Linked DNA regions of Triticum aestivum: region 2 is linked to region 1. The links are chromatin contacts, called in public Hi-C maps. All regions are on one chromosome and are shown on one strand. The core of a region is the stretch at or near the end of the contact, and the rest is flanking DNA. Distances in the headings are between cores, read along the strand shown. Region 1 holds the start of LOC123111124 (transcription factor LHW). Region 2 overlaps LOC123114726.

The links. A called contact is a pair of places that touch in the nucleus more often than the background predicts.
Region 2: a contact with region 1 is called in a Hi-C map of leaf, with 6 times the contacts expected there. The contact joins the enhancer-like site here to the promoter of LOC123111124 in region 1. A contact is called at or near these places in 2 of 5 Hi-C or Micro-C datasets (both in leaf).

What each region holds. Positions count from the first base shown.
Region 1 is chr5B:228,734,829-228,739,992 of IWGSC CS RefSeq v2.1, reverse strand. LOC123111124 (transcription factor LHW) reads left to right here and starts at 1,578. Exons shown (of 10, transcript XM_044531814.1): 1 at 1,578-2,191; 2 at 2,802-2,948; 3 at 3,053-3,134; 4 at 3,878-3,919; 5 at 4,013-4,072. The coding sequence starts at 2,100.
Region 2 is chr5B:229,515,896-229,520,782 of IWGSC CS RefSeq v2.1, reverse strand. It overlaps LOC123114726, which reads right to left. Exons shown (of 7, transcript XM_044536154.1): 3 at 1,590-1,807; 4 at 1,311-1,358; 5 at 1,159-1,203; 6 at 784-859; 7 at 1-81. Among protein-coding and RNA genes, the nearest start is that of LOC123114726, 17 kb to the right of the region's middle. Within about 2 kb of position 1,747, at least 6 of the 8 cell types and tissues checked have an H3K27ac peak or open chromatin away from gene starts, as enhancers often do. A contact at or near this core is called in leaf, where this site is marked.

The DNA of each region.
Region 1 (5,164 bases), core at 329-2,828:
CGAGGAAGAGTAGAACACCAGAGACGGGCCGACCCATATGTGACACCAAGCCATGCCGCCTCCTGTGGCCTACTCATCCTCGGAGGAGTCAGCGACCTATCCGTCGCCGGTGGATGTGAGGTCTACGATGGAAATGGTGGTGCCGGCGCTGTCATCGCCCCACCGGCCCGCCTGATGGTTTGTCGACAACATGTAGGAGGCACACCTGGCGTTGTTCTCCTCCGCGATCGCCTGCAACTGCACCTCCGCGGCGGCCACTTCCTAGGGAGCGGCTGCTTGAGCACGGATGGCATTATAGATGGCATGCTGCTCCGCCACAAAGTTGGGGTTCCCCGTGGCCTCTACCATGGCGAGTGGCTCGTCGGCGCAGGTCGCACCTCCACCATGGCGGCTTTGTAGTGCGCCTGGGCCTGCTCCATGGTGATGACGTCGTGCACAGGAGGCACGGGAGCCGGGGCGATGTCGTCGGAGCACGTCTTCATCGTGGTCTTGTCCTCGTCGTTGGAGACCTCGGGCGAGCTGGCCGGCAAGCCAGTCTCGATTCGCTTGGCACGGCGGCTCTGCCAGGCGGTGGCGAGCGTGGCCACGACGTGCTCGTAGAAAGGCTCTCCCACAAAGCTTCGCCGCCTGCAGTCATGGCAGATGCATGCAAGGAAAAAGGATGGGTATGGGCTTGTGTTGTGGTGTGGAGTTAGCCGGGTATAGCCGTCTTTAAATAGCGTATTCCGGCGAGGCGAGGCGAGGCGTCTGGGTGCGTCAATGCATGGCGCCGGAGTGGGTTTCTTGGCCGGTGAGCCTGGTCAATGTCGGCATACGGACGGACAACAACATTGAACATGCGTGGTAGATATCCATCATGTCCCGTCCAGTCATGCGCCTCCGGCATTGAACAACGCGGACACCAGAGACGCGTCGCTCTCGGCCGACGCGTCGCTTCAATGGCGGCGGCGGTGAGAGGTCGCGTCAGTCCTGAGCCGTCTTCAATGTTGAGCGACACGCTCTATAGCGGCATAATGTGGGAAGTCGGCGCCGGGCGAGAAAGCACGCGGAAGGGGGAGGAAGGGCTTTGGTGGGACAGGGCGGTCAGAAGCGGGTTTGGGATTGGTCCGGACTCTCTCAAAGCCCCCATGTTTTGTCTCCGGTTTGCGGAAGAAATCGTGCCCGGACCGCCCCGCGGACCGTTACAGGACATCCTTGGATGGCTTCCGCGATCCGAACAACGCTGTTCGAATGGTTGTGGAGGTTTACGGGTCCGCCTTGAAGATGCTAAAAAATGCTCTTATATATATAAAACGGAGGGAGTAGTTTTAAACAATTAATTCAGTAAATTCAGATATGTTTTGAATAAGACCATAGGGTTATAGTTAGATCAATATTAGCTGTTAGCGGATGGTGATGTGTTGGAGAGGAGCACTATTTAACCTAGGTGAAAATACATAAAGGAAAAGGAGGGGTAGCTGGGGGAATGCCCATCCTGCCCCTCGTGGAGGGAATGATGCCCGCCTCGGGAGCCGCGATGGCCAAAGGAAAAGGAGGGGCAACCAAAGAAAGCGACAAAGAAAAAGCCAGAGCGAAATTTTACTCACACACTCACACAAGCCAAGCACACCCTAGAGAGGCCAAAGACTCCCAAACCAGACCAGAGTGAGAAACCAAAGCGAAAGCGGAGAAGGAACAAAGAGATTGACGAGGACGCGCAGCGGCAGCCAAATCCAAGACCGCATTGCTCGCTCGCCCGCCGCCGTGCGGCTGCGACGCTCCTCCGGGGACCCCGCGCCATTCTCCTGCCGGCCATCTCTGGTGCTGCGCCGTGGTCCCGAGGTCCCCACCGACGCTGGGACCAGCGCCCGCGGCTGGTGGCGAGCCCCACTGATGGCCGCTTGCCGCGCGCCGGCGGCCAACGGAGCAAGTGTTGGCGTTCCTGTTGCGGCAGAGCAGAGGGACGGCGGGGTCCGCGCGAGGCAGGCCGGGCGCGCCGGCTCTCGCTGCGCCTAGGGAGGCAGCAGCGTCCTTGCTCGTCTTTTCGTCGCCCTCTCTCCCCCCGTCGAAGAAGCTAGGGTTTGCTCGTTAGGGTTCCGTTGGGCTGTGGGGCTGCGGGGATGGCGGTGGGGGAGGCGCTGCGGCGGCTCTGCGAGGAGGTCGGGTGGTCTTACGCCGTCTTCTGGAAGGCCATCGGCGCTGCTGACCCCGTGTAAGCCTTCCATCCTTCTCTTGGACTTCTTTTTTTGTCACAATCTTCTCCCCCCGCTCGATCTTGCGGAAAATCTCAAAACCAAGTTCTAGTTTTTCTCTCCCCCCCCCCCCCAGGCTTCAGTGTCTTTTCTTCATTTTTCTGGGTTCAAAGTCTTGAACATTCCATTTCAGCTAGATTTGTCTCGTACGAATGAAGCATCCGCGAGGAAGATTCGTAGGATGGGTATATTCCTCAGCAATTACTAATAAGGGACTCCTTTCCTTGTGGGAAAGATAGTGCCTGGAAAAAGAACGCCCGTACGCTCGTGTGGGCGTTCACTCATGCTTGCAAATTTAGTAACGCCTTTACAACAAGGAACATGAACCAAAAAGCTACTACCACCTTGTCTGTGCAAGTTCGTGTTAGCTCCTGAGGCTTAAAAGAGCGTGAATGTGCGAGATGTTGTTGCAATTCCGTGCAAGCTTTTTTGGGAGAGGGAGAAATGGGGACACGATGTGGGGATCATGGAGGAATGCTGAATGCAATGTGGAATGAACTTTTTGATGCGCTGGGAATTTGGGTTTTCTTTGATGATTTGCGCGCACTGTTTTCCCTTGGTGATGTGCAGGCATCTAGTGTGGGAGGATGGCTACTGTGGCCACGCATCTTGTCCAACTGGATCTGAGGCTTCTGAGGTTGGCTGTGAATCAGGTGGCACTGTGTGCGCCCTAGTTAGGAAGGTTATGGCATCGCAGGTTCATATTGTTGGAGAAGGGTAAGGAAGAACCGGGAACATCATTTGTTTGTTACTAGCTAGCACAATGTTCTTGGTTGATTTCTTTTATTGATGGATAGATGCTACATTTTCTGTTTTTTCAGTACCATCGGCCGTGCTGCTTTTACTGGGAGTCATCAGTGGATTATCCATGATACTACCAATGATCACAGGCTCAGATCCGAGGTATAAATTCTTCTTCTTCGTTCTCGTGAACTGATATAAATATAGGGCATGTTTGGTTTGTAGCCTAAGGTTGCCACACCTAACATTAGTCGTGCCACAAAACCTTAGGCATGTGTTTGGTTCATTGCCACACTTATGGCTTGCCACACTTTTCTAACTACATGGTCCACATGTCATAGACTCATTTATTTGCCAAATCTTGCCACACTTGTGGTGGCCATTTTGTTCGCCACATTTTTTGTGGCATCCACAGTTTGCCTAAGTTTAGTTGTGGCAAAGTAGCTATGAACCAAACATGCCTGTAGCCCTAATTCAGTTTTGTTTGGTTCATTTTTGCTGCTGTGTCATTAATAGCATGCTGTCCAGGAATTTATGTCATCGCAACAATCCTTGTGGGGTTATTTTTTCCTCACATATTTGTTCCTTCTGTGTTGAAATTTTGGCTTGTAGTGAGTTTGATCTATTGTTCTGCCACATAAGTGGTCACTTGATAAGCTAGTTGCAAAAGCACACAAATGGTATTTGAACAAGTGGAAATCATGTAGAGTTTCTCGTTAACAACTTAACATGATTTGCCACACAGGCTTGAGCTAACCATGATCTTTTTCCATAATGATTTCTAATTTTCTTTTAATAACAATGCAATTTGATTTTATCTGTTGCTCTGGCTGTTTTGGTTATCCCCAATTGTTATGTGCCCTTTCATAATGGAACAATAAGCTGTTGTCTTCTGGTGGTGATAGGTTGCTGCGGAGATGAATCATCAGTTCAGAGCTGGCATTCAGGTTAGTAGAATTTCGCCCTTGCATGGTAGATTATTTACTGACTTTTTAACTTCTGATCTCTTAATAATTTATACTTGTTCGGTTGTTGCGCAGACTATTGCAATAATTCCTGTGTTACCACGTGGTGTACTACAGCTAGGCTCTACTAGTGTGGTAAGATGCCCTGCTTTTGACAATGCATATCAGCATACATATCCCACAACATGTCTTGAAGTTTATTTGGTAGGACTAGGGTTCCTACCAGGCCTCCGGCGTAGGTTGTATGGACAGGGAGGAGGGGGACGGAGGCTGGAGCGGGCGCGCCGGCGGTCGGGCGCCGTCGCGGCTAGGGTTGGGAGAGGCGGCTAGGGTTCCGGCTCCTTGGGGAGCCGGGCAACAGAAGATTATAATATCTTTATTGCTTGATCTCAAACGGTGTCTTACCACTAGTATTTATAACTTTAGCCTAAGATAACTTGCCTAAGATAACTTGCGGGACACGCCCCTAATACTAATGCCCGGTGGGCCTCTTCCTAGTATAGACCTGTCCGGTCATAACATCTCTCCCCGCCTGCGCAAACAGCTCGTCCTCGAGCTGAAAGTCTGGATAGTGTTGGCGGAATTCGTCACGCTGCTCCCAAGTAGCCTCCTCCTCCGGAAGGCCCGCCCACTGAATGAGGACGAACCAGACGCCACGACAGAGCTGCGCCTGCAACACCTTTGCTGGCTCGGGAAGAATGCGACCATCGGCGATTGGAGGAAGCGCTGGAGGAGCCGCCGGTGGCTCGCCACGGAAAGGCTTGAGCAGCCCAACATGGAAGACGTCGTGGATGCGAGCGCGGGCCGGAAGCTGAAGACGATAGGCCACCTTCCCAATGCGCTCCAAGATAGGGAAGGGCCCGGCGTAGCGAGGGCCGAGCTTGCGCTTCGCACGTGGATCGAGTGACTGCGTAGAGCGGTGGAGAAGACGCAGCCACACCCAATCACCCACCGCAAACTCCACCTCGCGATGATGAACGTCGTAGTAGTGCTTGGCCAGCTGCTGTGCCTGAAGGAGACGCTGACGAACCTCAGCAAGCATCTCGTCACGACTGCGGATAAGGCCACTTGCAACCTCCGTCCGAGCCGTCTCCGGGTCCACCGGAAGTATAGGCGGGGGTGGACGACCATAGACCACCTCAAACGGCGTCGCGCGTAGGGCGGAGTGATAAGAGGTGTTGTAGCAGTACTCCGCCCAAGAGAGCCAATCGACCCAAGCGCGAGGCC
Region 2 (4,887 bases), core at 498-2,997, 780 kb before region 1:
CAGTGCCACAAAGTCCATGTTGTTCAGGTCGAATTTTGCCATTTTGTCAGCACCAATCTGCCAAATTTGAGGAATGATTCCCTAAAATAGTAGAAAAGAAAAAAATACACAAACTAGTTACTGAAGATCAACAAACAACAAGCTAGTATTTTTTTTCAGGGAAGCAACTGGATATTATTTAATTAACCTCGCAAAACTTGCAGACTAGAGAAGTGGATGTTAAGCTGCCAAACATACATGAGGTGCTTCAAGTTAAATTAACTGAACAAACAGGTTATAGTAGCGGCTAGTACATCCATAGCAGAGAAACAGAGCTCTCAAGAGCGATATATAGAGTGGTTGTCTCCGGGAAAGAGAATGTGTGGGGGTCAAGAGCATTACTAACAATAGTACAATATAAAAAGAAAAACTTGAAAAGAAATATCATTTTTTACAGTAAATCAGGAAAATTCACAGCATCATAGTCCTTCATGATTTTTCCATCCCATAAATCCATGTAAAGGAATCAATACAGAGCAGACCTATGGTTGTACATGTCAAATAAAAAAGTAAGATAGGTCATTTGAAAATGCCAACTAAAGATATTAGAAAAACATTTTCAAGAAGAATATGCATGATTGGTTAACTCAGGTGCTTCCCTGCAATGGGTAGTTCTCAAGGGAAGTACAGACTAACTAGACAGTTCATTACCTGGACAATCTTTTAATAGGTGATAGCCTCCTACGACACAAAATCCATAGAAGAAAAACACGAACAATGGAAAATAGGAAAAAGGAAATAAACCAGGTTTGATGTTATCTTGTTGATTTGCTGTTGAGTGATACAATTTGATTGTTTGTGGAATAACACGCCACACCATCTGCCAACAGCAAAAAAGAAGATTGATTGTTTCAAACAGATTGTTCACACAAAAAGAAGGTCTAGTGGAATGAATCGACTCTAGGGAAGTAAAGCTGTTTAAAAAAGTGGAAAATCAATACCACTATATGTAGAAGCAGCATATGTACGAAAATAAGAACTATATGCTTGGCACCACAATTCCACTATATCTATAAGTACCAGACCTAAACCAAAACTCCACCCTAGCTTATGAATAACAAGCCAAGTACCAGAACTAAAATAGTAGAACTACTACTTGTACTTGATGAAACGGTTTACCTTTTTCCTGTAGAACAACAACGGTCTACTGGATCTGAGCCGAATCTGCCAACAAAAATAGAAACACGTGGCAAATACAGTTAGCTAAGAAACTAACAAAAAAGGGGGAAAACCACAAATCTGACCAAAAGGGGAGCGAAGATCTGACAAACCTGGACCAAAATTGAAGTGCTATCCTGGGGAAAAACACGCCACACCATCTGCCAACAGCAAAAAAAGAAGAAATCAGGAAACCTAGCTTCTATCAAAGAGATACGTCAGATGAGAAACCCACAAAATCAGCGTGAGAAAATGAGGTGAGACAGATGAAGATGAACCATCCACCTGCCTCCAAAGACGCAAAGCGGATGAGAAGCGAACGACAGTGAAGAATCAAGAGGAAGAGAAGGAATCCGCTGCCGCGGACGAATCGGCAGAGATGGGCGCGTCACCTGCTTACGAGGGCGATGGTGCTCTTGCCGGAGTAGGATCCCGGTAGGAAGAAGCAGATGAACGCGAGATCTGCCACACGAACGAGGAAGGGGAGTAGAAACAGTCGCTGGGTTCTCTTCCCCTGTGGAGTCTGAGGAAAACGCGAGGAAGGAGAGAAACAACGAAGAGATAAAAAGGCCGGCCCAAATCGGGTCGAAGGGTGTGCGGCGCCTCGACACTTTGACGCAGAATGCGTCAAATAGGATATTCCCTTTTTGCTCCCTTCGGCTTAGAGTTTTAGGACATAAAACTGAGAATCAAAATAGTTTCACGGATATTAAAATGGGTCGTGAATTTGAAAATTTCATGGATTTGAAAGAAATTCATGGATCTGAAAAAAGTTCACAGATCTATAAAATGCCTAATTTGAAGAAAGTCATGGGTTTGAAAAAATTTCACGGACTTAAAAAAAGACCGTGAATCTGAAAAATCTCACCAATTTTAAAAAGTGCATGAATTTTAAAAAGTTCATGAGATTTTAAAATAAGTTCACGAATTTCACAAAAGTTCAAAAAATTTAAAAAGAACATGACATTTAAATTTTTTCTTGAAAGGTGAAAACAGTTCATAGCTTTTGAAAAAAAAGTTCATGAATTTGAAACAAGTTCATGGATTCAGAAAAAACATTCATGCATTTGAAAAAAGTTCATGATTTTGATAAAAAAGTTCATGAATTTTGTAAAATGTTCATCGATTTGAAAAAAACTTCACTGATTTTAGAAAATGTTCAAAAATTTAAGAAAAGTTCATAATTTTTAAAGAAAGTTCACGGATCTAAAACAAGGAAAACGGGAAAAAATGGAAAAAGAAATTGAAAGAAAAAAATATAAGAAAACAAAAACAGCCAACCAAAACTAAAAAAAGGCGCTGTCTTTTTTTTAACGTCACACTTGACGCACAAGAAGAGGAGTAAGAAGTAGTAGTACCCACAGCAGGCGGGCTGTCCCAACTGGAATTTTTGTAGGTTAAGGAAAAGTAAATGGGGGCGAGCCCGGGATGCAGGAGGGCGGGGTTTGTGGAGAAGCCTGTAAAGCTAACAAGCAGACCCTCAACATACACATTTGTCAGGCAACTCAACTGTTGAGATTTTAGAATTTTAACTGGATGGAGATACAAGGGTGTCAAAATCCATGAAATCTAACAGTAAACATTCATGTATACATAAAAGGAAGCCTTCGACGAAATGACCACAACTGTGCCCGACACAAAATCTCCAGCAAAGGAGGCCATACAGCTGGGGGTTCCAGTCACACATGCATGCCGCTGATTATGTGTGCCCCTTTCGTGAGGCCAATACAGATTTAGTGTATGGGACAAAGCAAAGAGAAACAAAGCAGGCTTCAAATCAAAGAAACTGTTGCCGTCTCTCCTAGGGTTTGCAGCAACAGTGACCTAAACTCAGTTGGTGTTATTTGAAAGGTGCCAAGGTCAATATTCTCATACCGAATGTGTCCTCTTATCTAGTGGATTACCGAGTTGGTGCATGTGATGTGCTCCACCCTCCGAAATTCAGATCCGGAGATTATGTTGCCACACATGTTGGGTAAAAACCTCTCTTGCCACCTACTCCAAACGCATACACACCGCCTTGAACAACGATTATTAATGGATTATCTAGTGACGACTACAAGACATGCTGCCTGTTAGAGTATATAGGCATATCTTTTGTATTTGGTAGACTAATTTTTAATCATCTCCTACCTTATCTTTAGAAGGAGGTTCTTGTCCTCCAAGTCATGTATTCTATAAAAATAGTTAGAGAGGCTCAATACAACACGCACCGCATTACGTCAATTATCTCCCCTCTATTCCTCTTACATGGTATCAGCCTAACCCCGCTCCAAAACTCTAGGTGTCGTCACAGCTTCCACACCAACCCCGCCCCTGGGGCGGTTGATCTACATGATCGCCACCGAGGGCGCAACAACCCGTATTTAGGGTTCGTCCGCCGGTCGTGTTGATCGGCTGCCCTAGAGTCTTTTTTCCTGATCGATTGATCCGGATTTCTCTGTCTCATCGGTCGTGTGATTATCATTCATTTGTTTTCTGATCTAAGATTGGTTTGCATCGCCAGCCGCCCGTCGACCCTGCACGCCTCTACTCCGACTTGGACGTCAACTACACCGGCCTCTTCTCCGACTCAGCAACCTCGCGCGACGCGGCAGCCTGACGGGCGTCGTCCGCGCCATCGTCTACACGTCGATCTATGTCGGCCATCGTCTTCGCCTTCTCCGATCGGGGCGCCGCCACCCTCGCCGCGCAACCGGTCTAATCAGCCGGTTGCATGCATCTTCACAGGATACCGTGAAGATCGTCCCTGAGTACGCGTGCATTCCACTTATTGAGCCACGGGTTGTTGTTGCGTCGTCCCTTCGGACCGCAGTGTCGCCCTCCCGAGGTCCTCCCCGTGCCTACATCGACCCACGCGCTACTGCTGTGTCACCCTTCAGATTGTAGGGTCATGGCACGCGGTACACGCTGCCACATGAAGTCTTTCCCGCGGTTGCACTGACCTACTTGTCGCCGTTGAGTCGTCCATTCGGTTTGTAGCGCCGCAGAACGCGGTTGATACGTCTCCAACGTATCTATAATTTTTGATTATTCCATGCTATTATATTACCCGTTTTGGATGTTTATGGGCTTTACTTTACACATTCATATCATTTTTGAGACTAACCTACTAACCGAAGGCCCAGCCCGTATTGCTGTTTTTTTTCCTATTTCAGTGTTCCGAAGAAAAGGAATATCAAACGGAGTCCAAACGGAATGAAACCTTCGGGAGCGTGATTTTTGGAACGAACGTGATCCAGAGGACTTGGAGTGTAAGTCAAGAAGCAGCCGAGGCGGCCACGAGGGTGGAGGGCGCGCCCACCCCTACAGGGCGCGCCCCCTATCTCGTGGGCCCCTCGGACGGCCACCGACCTACTTCTTCCTCCTATATATACCCACGTACCCCGAGAACATCAAAGGCGACCACGAAAAACTATTTCCACCACTGTAACCTTCTGTATCCGCGAGATCCCATCTTGGAGCCTTCGTCGGCGCTCCGCGGAGGGGGAATCGACCATGGAGGGCATCTACATCAACACCATAGCCCCTCTGATGAGTTGTGAGTAGTTTACCACACACCTTCGGGTCCATAGTTATTAGCTAGATGACTTCTTCTCTCTTTTCGGATCTCAATACCATGTTCTCCTCGATCTTCTTGGAGATCTATTCGACGTAACTCTTTTTGCGGTGTGTTTGTCGAGATCCGAT